Regions from separate parts of the Mus musculus genome. Here all the other regions are linked to region 3. A link is a contact called in public HiChIP or PLAC-seq and promoter capture Hi-C data. All regions are on one chromosome and are shown on one strand. Each heading gives the region's core, a stretch centred on a gene start, on an enhancer-like site or on the middle of the called end of the contact. The rest is flanking DNA. Distances are from core to core; before and after follow the strand shown. Region 1 holds the start of Fstl3 (follistatin-like 3). Region 2 holds the start of Plppr3 (phospholipid phosphatase related 3). Region 3 holds the start of Pwwp3a (PWWP domain containing 3A, DNA repair factor). Region 4 holds the start of Hcn2 (hyperpolarization-activated, cyclic nucleotide-gated K+ 2).

What was found. Promoter capture Hi-C pulls out the DNA fragments that hold promoters and counts their contacts. HiChIP or PLAC-seq counts read pairs in DNA pulled down with a chosen protein or histone mark.
Region 1: a contact with region 3 is called in a FOXA1 HiChIP or PLAC-seq map of pancreatic cancer cells. The contact joins the promoter of Fstl3 here to the promoter of Pwwp3a in region 3. A contact is called at or near these places in 2 of 39 promoter capture datasets (liver and pre-B cells) and 1 of 115 datasets of contacts at active chromatin or transcription factors (pancreatic cancer cells).
Region 2: a promoter capture Hi-C map of liver shows a contact between it and region 3, with 2.6 times the contacts expected there. The contact joins the promoter of Plppr3 here to the promoter of Pwwp3a in region 3. A contact is called at or near these places in 8 of 39 promoter capture datasets (the C10 cell line, cranial neural crest, embryonic stem cells and 4 more), 4 of 115 datasets of contacts at active chromatin or transcription factors (embryonic hindbrain, embryonic stem cells, fetal liver and 1 more) and 2 of 9 other capture datasets (embryonic stem cells and liver).
Region 4: a FOXA1 HiChIP or PLAC-seq map of pancreatic cancer cells shows a contact between it and region 3. The contact joins the promoter of Hcn2 here to the promoter of Pwwp3a in region 3. A contact is called at or near these places in 2 of 39 promoter capture datasets (liver and pre-B cells) and 2 of 115 datasets of contacts at active chromatin or transcription factors (embryonic stem cells and pancreatic cancer cells).

The regions. Positions count from the first base shown.
Region 1 is chr10:79,775,841-79,778,540 of GRCm38.p6, forward strand. It overlaps Fstl3 (follistatin-like 3), which reads left to right and starts at 1,434. Exons shown (of 5, transcript NM_031380.2): 1 at 1,434-1,557. The coding sequence starts at 1,461.
Region 2 is chr10:79,873,369-79,876,068 of GRCm38.p6, forward strand. Plppr3 (phospholipid phosphatase related 3) reads right to left here and starts at 1,266. Exons shown (of 7, transcript NM_181681.2): 1 at 652-1,266. The coding sequence starts at 726.
Region 3 is chr10:80,225,295-80,228,097 of GRCm38.p6, forward strand. Pwwp3a (PWWP domain containing 3A, DNA repair factor) reads left to right here and starts at 1,304. Exons shown (of 14, transcript NM_023431.5): 1 at 1,304-1,410.
Region 4 is chr10:79,715,358-79,718,057 of GRCm38.p6, forward strand. It overlaps Hcn2 (hyperpolarization-activated, cyclic nucleotide-gated K+ 2), which reads left to right and starts at 1,277. Exons shown (of 8, transcript NM_008226.2): 1 at 1,277-1,862. The coding sequence starts at 1,312.

The DNA of each region.
Region 1 (2,700 bases), core at 184-2,683, 450 kb before region 3:
TTGAGACAGGGTTTCTCTGTATAGCCCTGGCTGTCCTGGAACTCACTCTGTAGACCAGGCTGGACTTGAACTCAGAAATTCGCCTGCCTCTGCCTCCCGAGTGCTGGAATTAGTATTTCTTCTTCTTTTTTTTTTTAAAGATTATTTATTTTATGTATGTGAGTACAATGCTGCTGTTTTCAGACACACCAGAAGAGGACATTACAGATGGTTGTGAGCCACCATGTGTGAATTGAACTCAGGACCTCTAGAACACCAGTCAGTGCTCTTTAAGTGAGCCATCTCTCCAGCTCCCATCCTGTTTCTTAGATAGAGTCTTTCTGGCCTGTGCTCTCTTTGTAAACCAGATTGAACTTGAATTTGTGGCCCCCATAAGTGCTGGGATTCTGGGGTACAACTCCTGCCGGATGATTTTTTTTTCCTATGTGCACATATCCATTCACAGAGGCCAGAAGACATCAGGTGTCCCCTCTCTCACATCTGGCCTTATTCCTTTGAGACAAGAGTCTCTCACTGAAGTTGCAGGTATGGTGACCAGCAAGCCCCAGCAATCCTCCTGTCTCCACCCCCACATACCTGGGATTACAGGCGTCCTTGCCCCACATTGGCTTTTTACATGGATGCTGGAGATTTGAACTCAGGTCTTCCTGTCTCTGAAGCAATCAGTCTTAACCCCTGAGCCATCCTCTAAACTCTGGGTTTGGCTTCGTTTTCCCTTTTTGAGTCAGGGTCTCAGGTAGCCCAGGCTAGCCTTGAATTCCCTGTGTAGCTGAGAATGTCCTTGAACTCTTGATCCACCAGCCGTTACCTCCTGAGAGCTGGAATGGCAGGTGTGCACCATCCCTTTTGTGCCGGTGGACTCCAGGGCCTGTGTGAGCTGGGGGAGCACTCTAGCTCCCACGGAGCTAGCTACAGACAACCTCAACTTTAGTTTGATGCACTCTGAAGCCCTAGCTGGCCTCAAACTCACAGCAATCCTCCTGCTTCAGCCTCCAAAGGCTAGAATGGTAGGTATGAGTCTTTAAATAGTTTGGAACAGCATGGGGACACCCTTTGCAACCGTGGGTACTGTCATGGTGAAGGTTAGGCAAGAGGCTAAAGAGACCAGATGGTAACCTCAATACCCGCTTAGCCCAGGTGGGGCTTCTCACCTGCACCCCAGAGATCCCCAAAGGAACACTGGACACCTGGAGGTGTCCACCTCCCAGGACATGCCCTCCGGGCCACACTTTGTGACCTGACCCCATTGTGGACTGTTCTTCCTAGACAACTGTCTGGTTCCCAGATGGGACACGGCCTGCCCCCGGTGGCCACCCCCGCGCAGGCCCGGGCCCTGCGCCTCGGGGACACGTCCGTCCCGCTGCGCCCCGCCCCGCCCGCCGCCGGCCCCGCCCGCCCTGGGCTTTTATAGGCCGAGGCGTCTGCACTCGCTGAGTCCCCGCTGCTGCCCAACACTCGCCATGCGTTCTGGGGCACTGTGGCCGCTGCTTTGGGGAGCCCTGGTCTGGACAGTGGGATCCGTGGGCGCCGTGATGGGCTCCGAGGATTCTGTGCCCGGTGAGTGGGGCTGGGCGGAAGGGGCGGGCGAGCGGGCCACCCACGTGGCCTGAGGAATGCGGCAGGGGGATGTCTGGGGTGTGCTCTGGCTGGGTGGGCGAATGCGGGACTCCACGCCTCCAGCCTCAAAAGAGGACTGACATTTATTTATTGAGCTCTTACTGTTTACATGCTTTCCCATGAGTCCACAGAACAGCCGAAACTTGTGGGTACTTTTTCCTCCCCGTTTTCAGGATAGGTAAACTGAGGCCCAGGGTCATGAACCTTTTAAGTGACGTGGTAGGTGGCTCTGTAGGCCCTAGAGAGACATCTCTGGGTGGCTGGCCCTGCTAATGCCACTTAGGCAGAGGGTTTCAGGAGTCTCTGGATGAGATGCCTCAGGTAGAATGGTATACCTGCATCTGGCCAGGAGAGCTCCAGCCTCAGTCTCCCTTTTTGTAAAGCCTTTGCAGAGGTGCTGGGGCCCAGTTCATGGAAGGCGTTCGGCAGTGTCTCTTGAGCAAGAATGAGTTCTGATGGGGGCGGGGGGGGGGGGGGAGGTGTGCGGCTGTCTTCACTTAAGGGTGAAGAAAGCCAAAGGTTCTGTGTTCTAGCCCCTACCAGCCCTGCAAGGCTGCTGCCCTCCAAGGGAGCCAAGCCCCCTCCCCTAGGGCCGCGTCCCCCGTCCCTGTCCCAGGGGAGTGAGCTCACGCAGAGGGAATGTTCCCCAGTTGGAGTGAGTAAGAGGCGGGTCAGGCGAGGGGGGGCTGCAAGCCGGGGGCTCGGCTGTCCTGGGCACTGTCTAGACAGAGGGCAGAGGCGGGAAGCCAGTGCAGGCCCACAGACCCTCACATGCCGAGCGCCTGGCATTTGAAGGGGCTGGGCAGGGTGCCAGTTCTCAGGCCTGGAGGCCAGGCGGGAGTTGGTGGTGGAGCACTCGGGTGCGGCTCAGAGGAGAAGGGTTCCCTCCACAGAAGAGCTCGAGCCACAGCTGTGGCTTTCTGCCCTTTCTTCCTGTACAGGGCATTTAGGATAGCTATGGACATCTCTGAATTGGCTGGGGGAATTAGATCTGAGGTGTTGGGGGTTAGTTGGGAGTTTGTTCCACAAAGATCATGTATAGGGATAATTCTTAGGTAGAGATGGGGTCTGGAGCTTCCCCAT
Region 2 (2,700 bases), core at 16-2,515, 350 kb before region 3:
TCTGTGGCTCACACAGGTCACCTGCTGAGGACAGAAGGCTGGGCTCCAGCCTGATCAGGGGCTTCTGAGACTCTGCCTGGCTCACAGCTTCTGCCATTCAAAGGAAACCGCAACCCTCCACACTTAGTATGCACCAAGTGAATGCATTTATTGTTTTCTATTTTTAGATGCTTTCAGCTCTCCACCACAGCTGTCTGGATTCACCGAGGGGTTGACGAGCTCTGGTGGAGATTGGGCGTGGGGCACACAGTCATGCCATTAGAAGAGTGCTTGAATTTAGACGCACCTCGGGTACTGCAGAGCCAAGTACCCAGCACCCACCCACCCTCACTAGTTGGGGCTTGTTCACCTCCAATGCCCCAATTTCCAGCACACACCCCCCCGCCCCCAATTGAGCTTCTCAACCCTGTCCTTAAAGGAACGCCCAGCATCCTAGCATTCCCCCATCTGTTCCCACATTCTAAAGGACCTTTCTGAGGCTTTGCAACTCCTACTCGACCTGTAAAACCCTGTGCCTTTGGAACCAGCCTCATCCCCATCTCAACTCCAGGTGGCCTGGTTCCGCGGTGCGGGTTCCTGTTCCTGCAGCATGAAGTGGACGGTCTCAGAAGCTCCCTGCCACGAAGATCTCTCACCGCGACCCCCACTCACCTCCACGAAATAAAAGCAAGGCAGGAGTGTCATGCTGTCCTTCGGCGTTTTATTCTTCTCCTTCATAGCAAGCATGGTGACGTTGGCGCTGTAGGCCGAGATTGCAGGGGGACAAAGGCAGGCTGGAGACTAGGAGCTGCGCAGATGGAGTCTCCAGGTGGGGAGATAAGGGTTAGCCAAGAGGGCTCGGGGAAACTGAGGCTGGAGCAGAGGGGGAACTTGGGGAAGGGAGAGGCCGGAGCCCCCGCGCGCGCACGCGGCTCGTTCACCTGGAGGGAGCAAGGAGGGCGGAGTCCCTTGCAAAGCGCGGACACAAAGCCAGGGTCCCCGCGTGGGAGGGACGCGAGGCCCGGGCGCGGTGTGCGGCGCGTGAGCTCTTTGTCTGCGCGCTCTGCAGCCCGCTCGGCCCCGCCCCAACCCCGCCCCCGGCTTGGGCGCCTCCGCCTCCCACTCTGCGGGTCTCAGGGTCTCTGGCCCTGCGCGGGGACCGCAATCTGGGTCTCGTCCCTGCCCCTTGCGCGTGCCTTCTGTGCGCCTTGCGCGAGCACGGTTGATCTCCGGGACCTAGGAGCGCGCGGCGCAGTGTGGGGAAGGCGAGATCCCGCGCCCCGCGCCTCCAGTTGCCTCCCTGCGTCTCACGGTCGCCGATTCCTCGGCCCCCACGCCTTCCGTGCCCGCGGCTCGCTGGAGTCCGTTTCCATGGTGAGGTCCCTGGGCGCCTGAGCAAAAGGAGACAAAGACACAGGGGTGGAGGGGCTGTCCTCTACCTTCTCTCCCCCTCGTCCCCGTCCCACCTCTCCTCTGTCCAACCACCAGGGCCACCTCACCCTCCTGACCCTGGGCAGTTGATGCCTTGAGGATAAAGGACTGTAATGTGCACTTATGCAGTGCTTGCTGTTTTCAAGGGTTTCCTCTCCACAGAGGCAGTCCTGTAAATGTACCCACTGGTTGACCCCACCCCATCCTGGATGGGACAAACTGAGGCCCTAAGATGTTAGATCGGAATAGTCACTATCTGCTGAGCACCTACTGTATACCAGGCCCTTAACAAACTCTTGTGACCCACTGGGAAGTGGGACTTAGGCTGACAGACCCTGCAACTCTCTGTTGAAAGCTGAGTGTAGTGGTACACGGCTGACGTCCCAGTATTCAAGAGGCTGAGTCTGGAGGATTGTTGTAAGTCCCAGCCCAGCCTGGCCTACACAGTGAGACTCTGTCTTAAAATCATTAAAAAGGGAGTGGTGTGGAGGCCAGAGCGATGTCTCAATCTGTAAAGCACTTGTGCTGCAGGCGTGAGGACCTGAGTTCGAATCCCTCTGCCCTGGGTACAGGAGGAAGGCAGGATCACCAGGACTCTCCAGCCACCATCTCACCTAAGCAGCAAGCAGCAAGCCAAGGAGAGACCCTGTCCCCAAAGGTCAGGTCAAGCTAGGGTTGGTCTCAGGGACCAAGAAGCCTGCTTGTGTTCCTCTCTCTTTCTGTGAGACTGGCGGGGGGATTCCATGGGGTCAGCCTGCATAGTGACACCCTCTTTCAAAAAAACCAAAAAGGGCCTTTGAAAGGACCCATGAGCACACAGAGGCTGTAGGGCTCACGTATAAACATGAGCACGCAGGACTGCAGGGCTCAAATATAAACACGAGCACGCAGGCACCGCAGGGCTCACGTATAAATATTATGGGTTTATTCTCACTGTCTCAATGCTTTCCCCAAACTGACTGCTGTGTTCCCAGACTCTACCTCAGCCTCATGTTTTCTGAGTTTCCTCATGGGAACAGCAAGCTCCCCAGGCCTGATGGCCATACAGAGACACCCAGCACAAAAGGAGCAGCAAAGAGGAGCTGGTGGTGTGTGTGCAGTTTTCAGTCACGTAAGGCAGGAGAATTGCTGTGAGTTTTGATATAACCTGCTCTATAGACTGAGATTGTGACTCAAAACAAAAAAAGAAATAAAAACAAAAACAGTGGGCCGAAGGTGGTGGCGCACGCCTTTAATCCCAGCACTCAGGAGGCAGAGGCAGGCGGATTTCTGAGTTCGAGGCCAGCCTGG
Region 3 (2,803 bases), core at 54-2,553:
AATCCTCACTTCAAGAGAATTACCTGAGAATCAGTGGCCTAGAACACACACACACTGCCCACTTTGGCCAGTGCTGTCAGGAGACCCTAGTACTGCCATCTAAGCTTCTGGGCCTGGGATTCCTGACCCCATGTCACTTGTGGCACAAGCCACCATCCTAATGACACCCAGGGTGCAGGCCCGTCATCTCACCTCTGTGGCCAACAACAACACTTGTTCTCCATCTGTAATAAGCACAGTAGAAAAACACTTAGGTTGGAGAGATGGCTCTTCCAGAGGATGGAGGTTCAAATCCCAGCACCCACGTGGCCCCTCACAACTTCCTGTAGTACTCCAAGATCTGATGGCTTCACACAGACATGCATGCAGGCAAACGCCAATGCGCATGAAATGGGAATAAGTAAACCATTTTAAAAAGGAAAAACAGTCATGAGAGACCAGGTCAGTGACATTGCTCAGGTGAGCAGCCTAACTGCCTTAGTTAAGAATTTGAGTGTGAACCTCACCTGCAGTGGTGGCACACGCCTTTAATCCCAGCATTTGGCAGGCAGAGGCAGGTAGAGTTTGAGGCCAGCCTGGTCTCTACAAAGTGAGTACCAGGACAGCCACAGCTATACAGAAAGATCCTGTCTCAAAAAAACAAAAACAAAAACATTTGTCGGCAGCCAAACTGGAAACTTCCAGTTCTAGAAAAGTCCATGGATACAGGTCCTGGATGCAGCCCCCCTCCCTCCCAGTCGCTGACTATGCTTGGGGACCTAGGTATGAGGCCATCTCACATTCTATTTTCCACTTCAGGACTTGGGCATCCTCACTGGATGGCTTTTTTTTTTTCCCACATAGGTGGGATAACTTCCTTCTGGGGTGGGAATCGGGTTACTTCGGAAGCTGGAAGGTACTAGAAGTCTGTGAGGAGCTCGTGAGGCCTTCGCCTTCCCAACCCCCCTCTGTCTTCGCATAGCTGCTCGCAGGCGGAAATCTGTCTGGAAAAAGGGCCCACTTTCCGTCTCAGGAACCATTGCAGGATGTAGGAAAACTGGGGCGTGGACTACGGGCTGAGGCGTGGTCTAGGGAGGCCGCCGCCGTCTGTGGGAGGGGCCATGATGTGAGCTCCATCTTCTTATTGGCCAGCAGCGGGGGGTGGGACTTGGAGCGGGCCTCCCGGTCTACCCTGCCTCGGGCCCAGGGGGAGCCCTCGCCGCGCACTCCACAAGTTGGGCAGGAGGGAAGGCGGTGGAGGGCGTGACCGATGGGCTGAGGCGTGGCCCGCAGGAGGTGGCGCGCTCTTGGGGGGCGGGGTCGAGGCGCAGGTACGCAGTTCCCATTGGGCGGCGGCGCGGGCGGGACTCGGCGCCGCTGTGAGGCAGGCCCCGCCCCTAGCCCGCGGGGATCTGCGCGGCGGCGGAGGCGGTGAGCGCGCGGGCTTGCGGCGGCGGTTGGCGGGCGGGCTTCCGCCGTTGGGACCGCCGCGGCCTGGTCGCTCAGGCTCGGACGCCGCGTCAGGCGGGCTGGGTGGGTGAGCCCGCTGCGGCCTGGGGAGGGCCGGGCGGGGTGCAGGCGGAGAGCCTGGGGAAGGGCGGCGGCTGGGCTGGACCAGCTGGGCCGCGTCCGGTTCTGCGCAGGGCCCACGTGCGGCCGAGGCCCCTGGGGGGCTGAGAACCTCGTTTCCTGGTGCAAACCCTGTGTTTCTGACCTAAGTCCCCTTCTCTGCAGCCTGAGCCCCATCCCTGCCGAGAGCCTCGTATTTCCGGCCTGATCCCTATCTTCTGCAGCCTGAACCCCGTATTTCCGGCCTTATATCTCTCTTCTGCAACCTGAGCCCCGAGTTTCCTACCTTATACCCCTTTTTTGCAGCCTGAACCCGTGTCCTTGCTAAGACCCCGAGTTTCCTGCTGGAGGCCCCTTATTGACCGGATACCTCGACCTCTGCAGTATCAACCCAACATTACACACATACACACACACACCCCGTGCCGCCTGAATCGTGAATTTACTGCTTGGTACCCTGTCTCAGCAGCCTGAATTTATGTCCTTGCTGAAAATTCTGGATTTCTTGCCTTATTTCTTCCCTTTGACCCCCTCTCTGCAGTCTAAGCCCCCAATTTGCTGCTCGAACCTTATCCCTGTTGTGAACTCTGAGTTTCATGTCAGAATCGCAGTCTCCGCGCCCAAACTCCCTCTAGCCTGACCTCCCATTCATTGCTGTAAACCCTATATTTCCTGCTGAACTCAAGTTTCTGCAGCTTGAATCTCAGTTCCTCTGTGAACCCCATCTTTGTTTCCCTACTGCAAACCCCACCTCTTTTACCTGACTCCTACCTGAACCTCTTTCTTTGCTATGGACATATTTGCTGCCCAAACCCCAGTCCTTGTTACCTGAGCCTCATCTTTTGTTGTCTGAGTTCCCATAACGCTGCAGAGCCCTTGTTATCTCCTGAAACCCCACCCTGCTTTAATGAACTCCCATCCTTGCTGGGAACCCTGTTCCCCCAACTCTGCTGCCTGTAATCCCTCTGGAAAACCTTTCCTGCTTCTACGATCCCTTCTACTACATAAACCCTTGTTTCTGCTGGTAGTTCCCTTGTTCCTGCCGTCCTTCCTGCTGCTTTGGTCCCCCTTCCCCCATCTTTCCATTTCTGTTCACAGCCCTGGCTGCTTCTGCCAGAACCCTGCATCTGTCCCTGTCCTTCCAGGGAATGGGGTATGTGGAGTGTGGTGTGTGCTGCAGCCACCCTTCAGGCCCGAGGCAGGGAGGGCTTGTGAGCTTTGCTGCTGCAGCATAGTTTGCGTGCAACCTTAAAGA
Region 4 (2,700 bases), core at 27-2,526, 510 kb before region 3:
AACATCACTGGACACCTACTGTGAGCAGACAGAAGTCATAGCCCCATTCTTGAGACACTCAACCAATAGCTAAATATGAGGTCAGGCCAGAAACAGTGAAGGCTGTAGGGACCTTGATGACCCATAAAGGGCTGGAAGGGTCCAAGAGAAGTTAAGAGGGACCCAGAAGATCTAAAAGGGTCTAGAAAGGGTCCAGAAGCATCCAGGGGAGTTTGTAAAAGGTCAGAAGGATTTAAGTGAACTTAGGGTCCAGGGAAATAAGGGAGAATCTAAGGATGCCCAGAGGGGACATAAGAAGGTCCCAAGAGTCTCCTGAATGAGAACTTTCTTCCCACCAGTTCACAGCTATTCTTCCCCTGTATTTCCTCCCTTCTCCCCAACATCCTGTCATAAAATCCTCTCCACTCTTTGGTGAAGAAGGGTGGGAATTTAGAGTCAGAACTAGTGTCACCTGGCTCCAGCCTCAGGCCACAGCCTTAGGACCCCCAGGAGCCAATGTCTCCCCGGACCTGGGGTAAAGTGTGGAATGTAACTGATGCCTGAGTCAAGGTGGCAGAGAGTAGGGGTCGGGTATATGTACAGAGGCAGAAGTTGAACCAGGATCCCCTGGAGACCGCTAAGGACTACCTAACCTGGGATCCTCACTTTTTAAGGGAGAAGTCGCCAGAAGCCACAGGAGTCTTGCTACTGTTTTTGTTGCCTGACCATGCCTCAGTTTCCCCACAAGTAGGGCTTGGAGATGGGCTGAGATTAGAACCCAGAATGATCTCAGCCCTTCTCACAAATATTCATAGGTTTCTGCCTTGGAGGCGGTGAAAGCGACAGAGCCAGAGATATGGTAGCCTCCGGGAACACACTTTTATTATGGAATCTGCCACCTTGAACCGAGAAAGGAGTTGGCACCCGAGGGGTGAGCGTCAGCGGTTGCCCCGCCCGCGGTGTCCTCGAGATCGCGGAGGAACCCCAGAGTGGACCAGGGCTTGGTCTGCATCGTGCGTCAAGGCAGGGGCCCGCCGGCTGGGCTCTGTGACCTTGGGTTCGTCCTTGGCCTCAGTTTCCCCCTGGGGAACCGAGCCTGAGCGCATCTCCAAGGTCTCAAGGGGCTGACTGACCTTGAGCCTGCTTGCTGGCCAGAGCCTCAGTTTCCCCATCCATCCCTGTGTGGGGTGAGGGTGGTTCAGGTGGAGGCGGGGCTCCCGCCCCCGCCCCTCCCCCGCAAGCAGAGGCTCCACCCCCGGCTCCGCCCTCCCTCGGGCTCGGCCGGCGGCGGCGGCGGCCGCTCCGCTCCGCACTGCCCGGCGCCGCCTCGCCATGGATGCGCGCGGGGGCGGCGGGCGGCCGGGCGATAGTCCGGGCACGACCCCTGCGCCGGGGCCGCCGCCACCGCCGCCGCCGCCCGCGCCCCCTCAGCCTCAGCCACCACCCGCGCCACCCCCGAACCCCACGACCCCCTCGCACCCGGAGTCGGCGGACGAGCCCGGCCCGCGCGCCCGGCTCTGCAGCCGCGACAGCGCCTGCACCCCTGGCGCGGCCAAGGGCGGCGCGAATGGCGAGTGCGGGCGCGGGGAGCCGCAGTGCAGCCCCGAGGGCCCCGCGCGCGGCCCCAAGGTTTCGTTCTCATGCCGCGGGGCGGCCTCCGGGCCCTCGGCGGCCGAGGAGGCGGGCAGCGAGGAGGCGGGCCCGGCGGGTGAGCCGCGCGGCAGCCAGGCTAGCTTCCTGCAGCGCCAATTCGGGGCGCTTCTGCAGCCCGGCGTCAACAAGTTCTCCCTGCGGATGTTCGGCAGCCAGAAGGCCGTGGAGCGCGAGCAGGAACGCGTGAAGTCGGCGGGGGCCTGGATCATCCACCCCTACAGCGACTTCAGGTGCCGCCTCCGGGAGGGGCCCGTCCTTGGCGCGCCCGGGAGAGGGCGGGGCGCCACGTCCCGGATGGTGACCTCGGGGTGGTGGCAGTTCGAGTCACCGGGCCGAGGATGGGGGGTAGTCCCCTCGCGGTGACCTCGGGCTCGACCCGGACCCACCCCCGAGGGACCCTGGTGTGCAGAGGGTCCGCCCTTTTGGAGGCCTGGAGTGAGGGGGTCCTTGGCGCTCCCCCTCCCGCGCGCCCTAGTTGCAGTGGGCGAGAACCGCGGCCTCAGGGCCAGGGTCTGAGCGCATAGGGGTGGAGAGGACGAATAGAGGGGAACGTGGGTGCCCGTAGGCCGCGGAGCAGAAATGAGGGTGGAAAGATGGGTAGAAAGGAGAAAGGAAGAAAAAGGAGGAGGAAGGAAAAGAAGGGAAGGAAAGAAGGAAGAAATAAGGAAGGACGCATGGGAAAGGACGCGCTCGGGAGGCCTCGGGGAGGGCGTTATTAAGCGGGCGCCTCGCGTTCCCACGGTCTCCACTTGCGCCCGGGGCGGGCGCGTTCCGAGTACCCACACATCCCGGGTGTGTGGCTACGGACGTGGCCTGAGTTGGCTGCTGCGTGCAGCGAAAGAAGCTGGCGTAGGGCCATGACCCGAGTGTTTGCGTCTGTCTCTCCTTTCCGAGCGAGCTTGTGATGTGATGCCCGAGAGGGTCCTGGGGAGGCGTGTTTCGGTGGATCAAGGGGAGGCGTGTCCCTAGAGGTGTGGCTGGTGGGTCTCTAGAAGTACCTGTTGGGATGCTAGCTGTGCGCGCGCGTGTGTCCCGAGTGGGTGTACACTCGAGGGCCATAGGGAGAGC